Linked DNA regions of Mus musculus: region 1 is linked to region 2. Evidence: chromatin contacts called from public HiChIP or PLAC-seq data. All regions are on one chromosome and are shown on one strand. The core of a region is the stretch at or near the end of the contact, and the rest is flanking DNA. Distances in the headings are between cores, read along the strand shown. Region 1 has its middle 12 kb from the start of Gm10510. Region 2 overlaps Ermard (ER membrane associated RNA degradation).

Region 1 (4,020 bases), core at 1,243-3,742, 280 kb after region 2:
CCCTCACCCTAGCTACCTAGAAGTCAGTCTTCCACTAGCAGCCTGCAGATGAAGATGTAGAACTCTCAGCTCCTCCTGCACCATGCCTGCCTGGATGCTGCCACACTCCTGCTATGATCATAAAGGACTGACCCTCTGAACCTGTAAGCCAGCCCCAATTAAATCTTGTCCTTATAAGAGTCGCCTTGGTCATGGTGTCTGTTCACAGCACTAAAACCCTAACTAAGACAGCTCGTTAAGTATATTTTAGAATATTGATGCAATTGAACATTTAGTGGACATTATAAAAACCATATTTAAAGAGTATCCAATGACTGGGAGCACCACTTAATAAATTAAATGCTAGTTTCATTGCAAAATAGTCTACCCCTGGTTGGAATGTATTTCTATACATATGGAAATTTTCGGGGCAGGAATTTTCTATTTGTCGGTTTTAAAATTCCTTAAAAAACAGAATAAGCTGGCCATGATGTCACACACATTTAATCCCATCACATAAGAGGTAGAGACAGAGCTCTGTGAGATCCTGTCTCAAAACAAAAACAAACAAAATGGGAAGACCTGATTTTTCAAGTACTTACATGATATAAATATGCGTAACAGACTTTAAGGGTCCTTAATTGGCAATATGCTTGCTGGTTGTCCTCCTTCAGCCCATGTGACTTCTTTCCAGTTTGTCTGCCCCGGGTGTGCGGCCCTTCTCTGAACAGAAGTAGAAACTATATTCCCTTCTCTACATGTCATCTATTGTTCTACCTCTAAAAAATTAGCTTAAGGAAATAAATGTGATGTCAGAATATTTTCTTCAAAACAAGTTCACCCTAGCATTATCTGTGAGAGCATTTTAGCATTTCAAATATTTAGTTAATATTAAAGAGGATAAAAGTTATGAAACAAAATCTATTAAATCAATAGACTATTACAAGCCAATGTTTACAAAACAGAGAAAGGTGCCCACGGCTATGTAAATAACAGCAAGATATAAAGTGACACACAATGCATAATTCAAACTCTCTAAAAAGAATAGCCATGTGTACAGGCCAGCACAGGAACATACCCACAGATGGAAACCTTCACTTTTATACTTGTCTCTGCTTCTAAATTGTCCTGAGCAGCTATTGTTTCCGAGTTAGAATAATCAATAAGTTTCGTAGTTAAGTATAAAACTAGGGACAGCTTTCTTCTCACCTTAAGAAGAAACCAAAACTTGAAGGCCCTTCACACTTGCCCTCTGGAACCTAGATCCTTTCGCATGTACCCTTCTGCAATAAGCCTACGGCTTCATGCTCAGAGCACAGCCAGCCATGCAGAAGCCGCCTCTCAACCCAGAGGTGCCTGCAGAGGTGCCTACCGCGGAGCCAGCAGTGTTTTCTGTCAACTACCGCACTTCTCAGAAGGAGCCTTGAAACAGGAAAGATACATTGTTCCTGTTTCACACTTTATAGTTCAAGTCCTAGAAGCAAAACAAACTTCAGAGAATCTCTGAGCTCATGTTGGAAACCATTTAAAACAGTTTAGGGCCAGTGGGATGGCTCAACAAACAAAGGCGCTTACTGCCTTGTTAAAAACCTGAATTCAGACCCCGGAACCACATATAAAAGGAGAGAACTGAGTCACACAAATTGTTCCCTGGCCTCTAAGTGTGAAGCGTGGCACAAGTGCTTCTCTCTCCTCCTTACCCCAAATAAATAAATGTAAAAAATATTTAACTAAAAAACAGCTTTATTTTTTTTTTAATAACATCCATCACTGGACGTGTCCATGTGTTCTCACCCAACACACATCCAGGAAGACCTCAACTGCTCACATACATACACACTAGACACTAGTTCAGCCGCACCCAGACATATGCACACATGAAGACCTATGGCATCCTACCATGTTTGTGGTCCTCCCTACAAACTCTGCACCTGCTGCTACTGAAATAAAGCGTCCCCATAAGAAAGTCCCTAGCAGAGAATCTCTATCCCCAGAAGGCCATCAAGAATTAGAGCCTGCCATTTGTTCAATAGCCTTTCGGGTAGGAATCCGCATTTTAGAAGAACTTCCTCCAGGTGCACACGGTGACATAAACAGGGACATTGAGCTGATGCCCGCCGTAAAACCCTGGAGATAAAAATTGCCAGGGCTTCTGAGCGCCCAGCCTGTGTCGAAAACAGCCGACTCCGTACAATAAGATGATAGATAACATATCAAAACCAGCAAGCAAGGCTTTTAAAACTTCACATTTGGCATTGAGCAGCATCAATTATTTAAACGCAAACTGAACTAACAAAATATTCAACATATGTTCTTTTTAGATTCTGCTAAATCGGATGAGGCCTCCAAAAGCTGATTTAAGGGTCAGTCGTTGAAAGAGAGTGCAGGCATCCGCTGGAAGGGGTCACAGTAAAAGGCAGAGGAGGTGGTCAGCTTAACGCAGCACAGGACACCCAGCTCCCTGAGGAGCAGTGATTAATGCCTACACCTAACCCTGACCTCATCAAACCCTGCTGCCACCATCTGCTGGCTTAATTCCTCTGCAATGCCTGTATCTGCTGCCTCCTCTGACAAAGGGTGGGGGTGGGGAGGAAATGCTCCCGGCTCAGCACCAGCTCGCTGGTTGGCTGGCTGGCCCCAGCAGAAGGCATCTGTTGCTCATGGTCTGGCAGCATCTGCCACTATTTCTCACTTTCCCCACCATGCTGTGAGATACGGTTTCTCCCAAAGGTGGCCTTCCCCTGCACATTGTCAATCCCCGCCATTGTCTGCCCTGCCTGTTCCCACGGTGCTGTCCTCGCCGCCATGCTGCTGAGCTTTGCTGTTTGTCTGTCTGTAATCCAAGATATTATGTGATTGATCCATGCCATTAGCCCTTCCCTATGCACGGGGACATTCAATTAGGCTCACAAGCAGGCGGTTCTGATTGAGCAGGTTTCTATCCCAGGAAGCTTGAGGGCTTGGGACAGTCCACAGGGTGCTGGCACAAACATGTCCAGACAGAAATGGCTTTGGCAGGCCTGCTGTCCCTTCTTGGATTTTCTCTTAAAATGTTACACACAGGATGCATTGGTCTTCTCCGGATTTTGTTGCGGGTATTGAACATTGTAAAAAGTGCGTATGAATACCATTATTCATGTATCTATTTTTCAAACACCTTCTGTTGACAGGATGCAGCTTGACTGATGATGCACTCAGCATCCCAAGCTGTCACCTTCCTGTCTACTCCAGGCACATCCACTGCTTCTGGGGACTTTCAGGGCTGGCGTCTGTCCTTCCTCCCAAAGCTATTTCTAATTCTAATGCTATCTTTAGTCACATAGTGAACTGAGAAGGAAGGATTAAGGGCATTGGGTTCTCCTGTTCTGGCCTCTGAGTTCAGGGAAGCCTCACACCTGGGTGCCACCCTCCCTGTGGGGTGGGGAGGTTTTGAACCCCTAAAAGCCTCAGAGAACATAAAGAAGAAGCTGTCGTTGCCCAGATATTCTGTGTTTTACACATGCATGCCATGCTTCAAGGCTCTAAAACTACCCACACATTCAAAACAAATGCCGGCTCGCACCTCATAGTAGCCTGGGTCATTTAACTGGGTGTCCCTGTTTCTGCTGCCTTGTGAGCAAAAGATTCTTACAGGTCTGTGGGGCAGATACAGATTAGGAGTCTGCTGATGCTTCAGGCCTTTACTTCTCTGCAGAATTAGGGTTAGATTTAGGTTTACAGTTAATGTGGTGGTTTGGAAAGGTTTGGTCCCCATTGATTCATGTGTTTAGATACTTGGCCATAGAGAATGGCACTATTAGGAAGTGTGGCCTTATTGTAGGAAGTGTGCCCTTGTTTCTGTGTGGGTGAGCTTCAAGGCCTATTATGCTCAAGCTCCTCCTAGTGTGGACTCAGTCTCCTCCTGGCTGTCTTCGAATCAAGATACAGAACTCTTGGCTCCTCCAGCACCATGTCTGCCTGCATGCTTCCATGCTTCCTGCCATGATGATAATGGACTGTAAGCCAGGCACAAATAAATGTTGTCCTTTATATGAGTTGCCT
Region 2 (3,952 bases), core at 1,408-3,907:
CTCTTTAACAGATTCTTAAAATTGGTCCTACAGTACACTGAGAACCTAGTGGCCTACACCAGCCGAGAGAAGAACAAGTGGAGTGAAGCCACCACTCTTACACACGCAGTTTTGTTGAGGATTTGGACTTTCAGTGAGAAGAAACAAATGTTAATACATTTAGCCAAAAAAACCACAAATAAAGTTGACATAAGCTGACAAAGAAATCACGAATCAAGGTATTTTTGGTCGTGACACTGAGCTATAGAGGAGACCTTGGTGGTACTTGGTGGCAGCTGCACATCCTGTCTGTCCCATTGCATTTTACCGTCACCCCAGCACACAGCCAACCTCTGGAAGAACGTAAAAATACAAAGTTGCGGTTCATCACTTGGGATTTAATTGTTCCCTCAGATTTAACACCTTATCTTTTAAAGGAACAATATCTACATGGTGCCATGTCTTCAATGAGTCACATAAAGGATACATGGTCCACAGACATGCTCTGCATCACTTCTAGGTCATCTGGCTCTCATGCATAATGACCTGTCCTTGTGTGTCACATCAGCAACACAAGGTCCTGTATCCTGGACCATTTCATCATATTGCATCATTTCAAGGGAGTGGAACCCACCTCTGAATCTGCTTTGTTAATTAAATGATTTTTAAAAATGTTTACCATGAACTCTATGTTGCCTTTCATTTTTCCTAAAAAAACGATATCACTTATGTATAGTGGTACATGCCTGTAATCCTAGTGCCTGAGAGTCAGAGACAGGAGGATCAAAAGATTGTGACCAGCCTAGTAGATGTAAGGAGACCACCTCCAGCCCCTCCACCTTAAAAAACAAGATAAAATAAAAGTTTGTGTGTGTTAAGAAATGCATACCACAGTAGTATGTTAGTGAGGCCAGGTGATAGACGTTTAGAGACTTGCTTTCTCCTGCATGACATTAGAAGAGAAAGTGATTGCATGATACAGGTACAAATTCAAGATTCTGAACAACTGTTGATTGAAGGTGCTATCTGTATGGCCAAGGCAACTGCCAAGTGTACTTGCAAACAAAGCTCACCCTGCCCTGAAGTACATGTAGTGCTGCTCATGGCTGGCTGCTCTGCAAAAGAAATAGCAAACAGAAGACCCAAGAGAAGCACATACAGAGGTTCTAAAAGATAATAAAAAAAAAGAAAAAACAAAAATGAATGACTTTTTCAACATGTAGTCCTAGGCACTGTCTCTCTGTTCCAGGAGGACAAGCCTGTTTGGGTAGACACCACTCTGGAACTCTCTAGGTTGTCCAGCAGAAAGTGGAAGAGATGAGCTGTAATTCTAGGTTGGGGTTCTGAGAGCAGAAAGAACCAGAGCTGGGGGCCATGCTGTGGAGACTGATGGGAAATCTCAGGAAGGTGACATCCCACAAAGGCGTGCTGAGTCGAGCAGGCTTTGCCCTGTCTGAGGCCTGGTTCAATCCTGGATCAAGAGATTCCTCAACTCCTGTGAGTGGATCTCTGCCAGTGGCCTCTAGAAAATATCATTTCAGGAGTCACCCTAGAAAAGGAAACAGAAGTGCAGAGGTCAGCCGGAAGGTTGGCATTGCAGACCCAATGCTGGAGAAGTGAGCACGCGCAGAGGAAGATACTGGTTCCATATTTTACCAGGCTTGTGGGCGAGCTCTATAACCTTGAGGGCTTGTCTTCATCTGTGCAGTGTTGAGGCTGACATCGCCACTGCATACCTCATCTGACTGACAGGAAGGAAAAAAAAAAGTGATGCAGCAGATGCTCTGCTCTGTGCCTACTGTATCAACCAATGCTGGCTCTTCTTCTTTTCTTCCTCATAGATGATTTGGATTCTCTCTGTCACACTGGGCTGTGTGATGCGTGTGTTGCTATGTGCGTGTCTTCACTGTATGTGACTAACATTCCAGCCGTTCACAGCCTTACATGAATTAACCATTGGGAAAACAGTGGTCTCCCTCAAGTCCTCACCTGAAGCCCCAGCTGAGAGTAGCTTTCGTTTCTTTAACCTATGGATCCGAACCTGGCACAGGTAGCACTCTTGTCAACCGACCTGGAGTTTGCCAAAGCTATGTATCCCAACAGGATCGTCAGTGGAAGCTTGCAGTCTCACTGTGGGCTGTGCTGCTAACGGGGCCTCTGTCTAGCTTAGCTCCTTGAGGGGTGAACCCCGTGATAAGGGGAAGTCACCCTGGAACACATTGATGCTGGATTCCCTTAGAGAACTTCCTAGGTCCTTTCCTGATTGTGTTTTCTCTAGTCAGACACAGGGTGGCGCTCTTCATTAAGTAATCTGCCAGCTGTGTGGGAAGACGTCTCCTGCCAACTCCTGTGACTCCAGGAAAAGGAATTCTTTCCTTTTTCATCTGGCCACAGAGAGGTAGGTCCAAGGTGACAAGAGTGGGAAGTGACCACTGGCGCCTGGCCACTGGGGCTGTGGAGCATTGCGTTCACCTGAAGGCTCGGCCTTCCGTTCATTTAATTCTGTATTGATGAAAGGCATGAACAATCACAGTCTAAAAATCTTGTCCATCTTCATGAGGGAAGATTGGGGTTGTATTGTGTGAATTAATCTCTTGGGGGAAGACATCATCGTGGCCAGTGGTGGTGACAGGAGAATGAGGGAGGGACCAAGGTCACCATTAACCAACCACCAATCACCATACTGCTGATGGGGGAGGGGAACCCTTTGTCTAAAGGGACTGGACTGAGCTTTGCAGAGAAGGAGGGGCGCAGGCTTGCAGTGGAGACTGGCTTCTAACCACCCACTCTCCCCAGCTGCAGGCTGAATTCACACCTTGACACCACAGCCAGTCTGCCAACACTGCTGCCAAAGCATGGCGCCCGCCCGTGTGGGATTGGCTTTTAGGGACTAACAAAGAAAATTCCTTACATCGGATAAAAGGGAGTGTCTGTGGTTTGTTTTATAGCCCTACTAAAACATTTTAATGAAACTAAATCACTGTGGTACCGCCAGAGTTTGGGCTTTAGAGGGCCTGGAACCAGTTTTCCTATGGGCTGTGTCTGAATTGTAGAGTGTCCATGTGAATTGACTGGGGCCAATTAAGATAAGTCTTTGATTGCATCAGAAGTTCTCCAAATGGATGGATACAGGATGTCCCCTTGACACATAATTAATTAATTGAAAATGAAATATGCTCAGTTCAAAAAAGCTACCCATAAAGTGAAGTCCTGTGCCAGCCAATGATTAGAGTTTGGGGATCCTTATAAGCATAGACTTGCCATTATAAATATTAAATGCTACCTTTACAGAAAGCTTACATAGTTTCAAAGCCTTTTGCTCAGGACTTTGAATACCCCCCAAGACAATGTTATTAATTCCATTTAGGAGGACGGTAGAAAACTTAGTTGAGAAAACCTGGAACTCACTCCCCTGTGAAGGAGGCAGGGATGGCTGGTCCTCAGCTGCTTAGTGGTCACTCTCACTGACAGTTCCTCTGAGTCCCAGAAATGCAATCTGTAATCTCAAAACCTTTCCAGCAGCTTGGCAGGGAGACAGAAATAGCCCAGCAAAATGCAAGATCAGCAAGAAAGCACTACAGTCCACAGACTGGGAGTGGAGGGCTGTGATGCTAAGGCCAGTCCTTAGGTTATGAGGTCCAGGAAATCCCAGTCAGAGCAGAGGGTAGGGGCTGCAGGTGATGCAGGGATAGTGGGCACAGGGGCCTCCAATCTCTCTGTTTCACTCTTAATTAACAAGCTTAGGACCTCCCTCATGTCTCAGCATGTAAAATTCTCATAGTATTGAATTTATTTAGATATAAGCCTTTTCCCACAAGCTGTGGCTCCTCACTTCCCACTTAAGACATTATTTTCCATGGTCCCATGCTAACCCATCCTCAGGAGCCTCTATGTTAGTTGCCAGTCTTGTTGGAGTCAAAATCCTGACTATCCATCTGGACCTGGGCAGTTCACACTTTTGGCTCTGTTTTTG

What was found. HiChIP or PLAC-seq counts read pairs in DNA pulled down with a chosen protein or histone mark.
Region 1: an H3K4me3 HiChIP or PLAC-seq map of embryonic forebrain shows a contact between it and region 2, with 6 times the contacts expected there. The contact joins two enhancer-like sites. A contact is called at or near these places in 1 of 15 datasets of contacts at CTCF or cohesin (the NIH/3T3 cell line), 3 of 484 Hi-C or Micro-C datasets (the N1E-115 cell line, bone marrow-derived macrophages and embryonic fibroblasts), 7 of 115 datasets of contacts at active chromatin or transcription factors (cardiomyocytes, embryonic basal ganglia, embryonic forebrain and 4 more) and 3 of 9 other capture datasets (adipose tissue, embryonic stem cells and liver).

The regions. Positions count from the first base shown.
Region 1 is chr17:15,340,714-15,344,733 of GRCm38.p6, forward strand. No RefSeq gene overlaps it. Among named protein-coding and RNA genes, the nearest start is that of Gm10510, 12 kb to the right of the region's middle. Within about 2 kb of position 2,493, at least 49 of the 459 cell types and tissues checked have an H3K27ac peak or open chromatin away from gene starts, as enhancers often do. A contact at or near this core is called in the N1E-115 cell line and embryonic forebrain, where this site is marked.
Region 2 is chr17:15,063,569-15,067,520 of GRCm38.p6, forward strand. It overlaps Ermard (ER membrane associated RNA degradation), which reads left to right. Exons shown (of 18, transcript NM_001039552.3): 18 at 34-664. The coding sequence ends at 49. Among named protein-coding and RNA genes, the nearest start is that of Gm35343, 9.4 kb to the left of the region's middle. Within about 2 kb of position 2,658, at least 88 of the 459 cell types and tissues checked have an H3K27ac peak or open chromatin away from gene starts, as enhancers often do. A contact at or near this core is called in the N1E-115 cell line and embryonic forebrain, where this site is marked.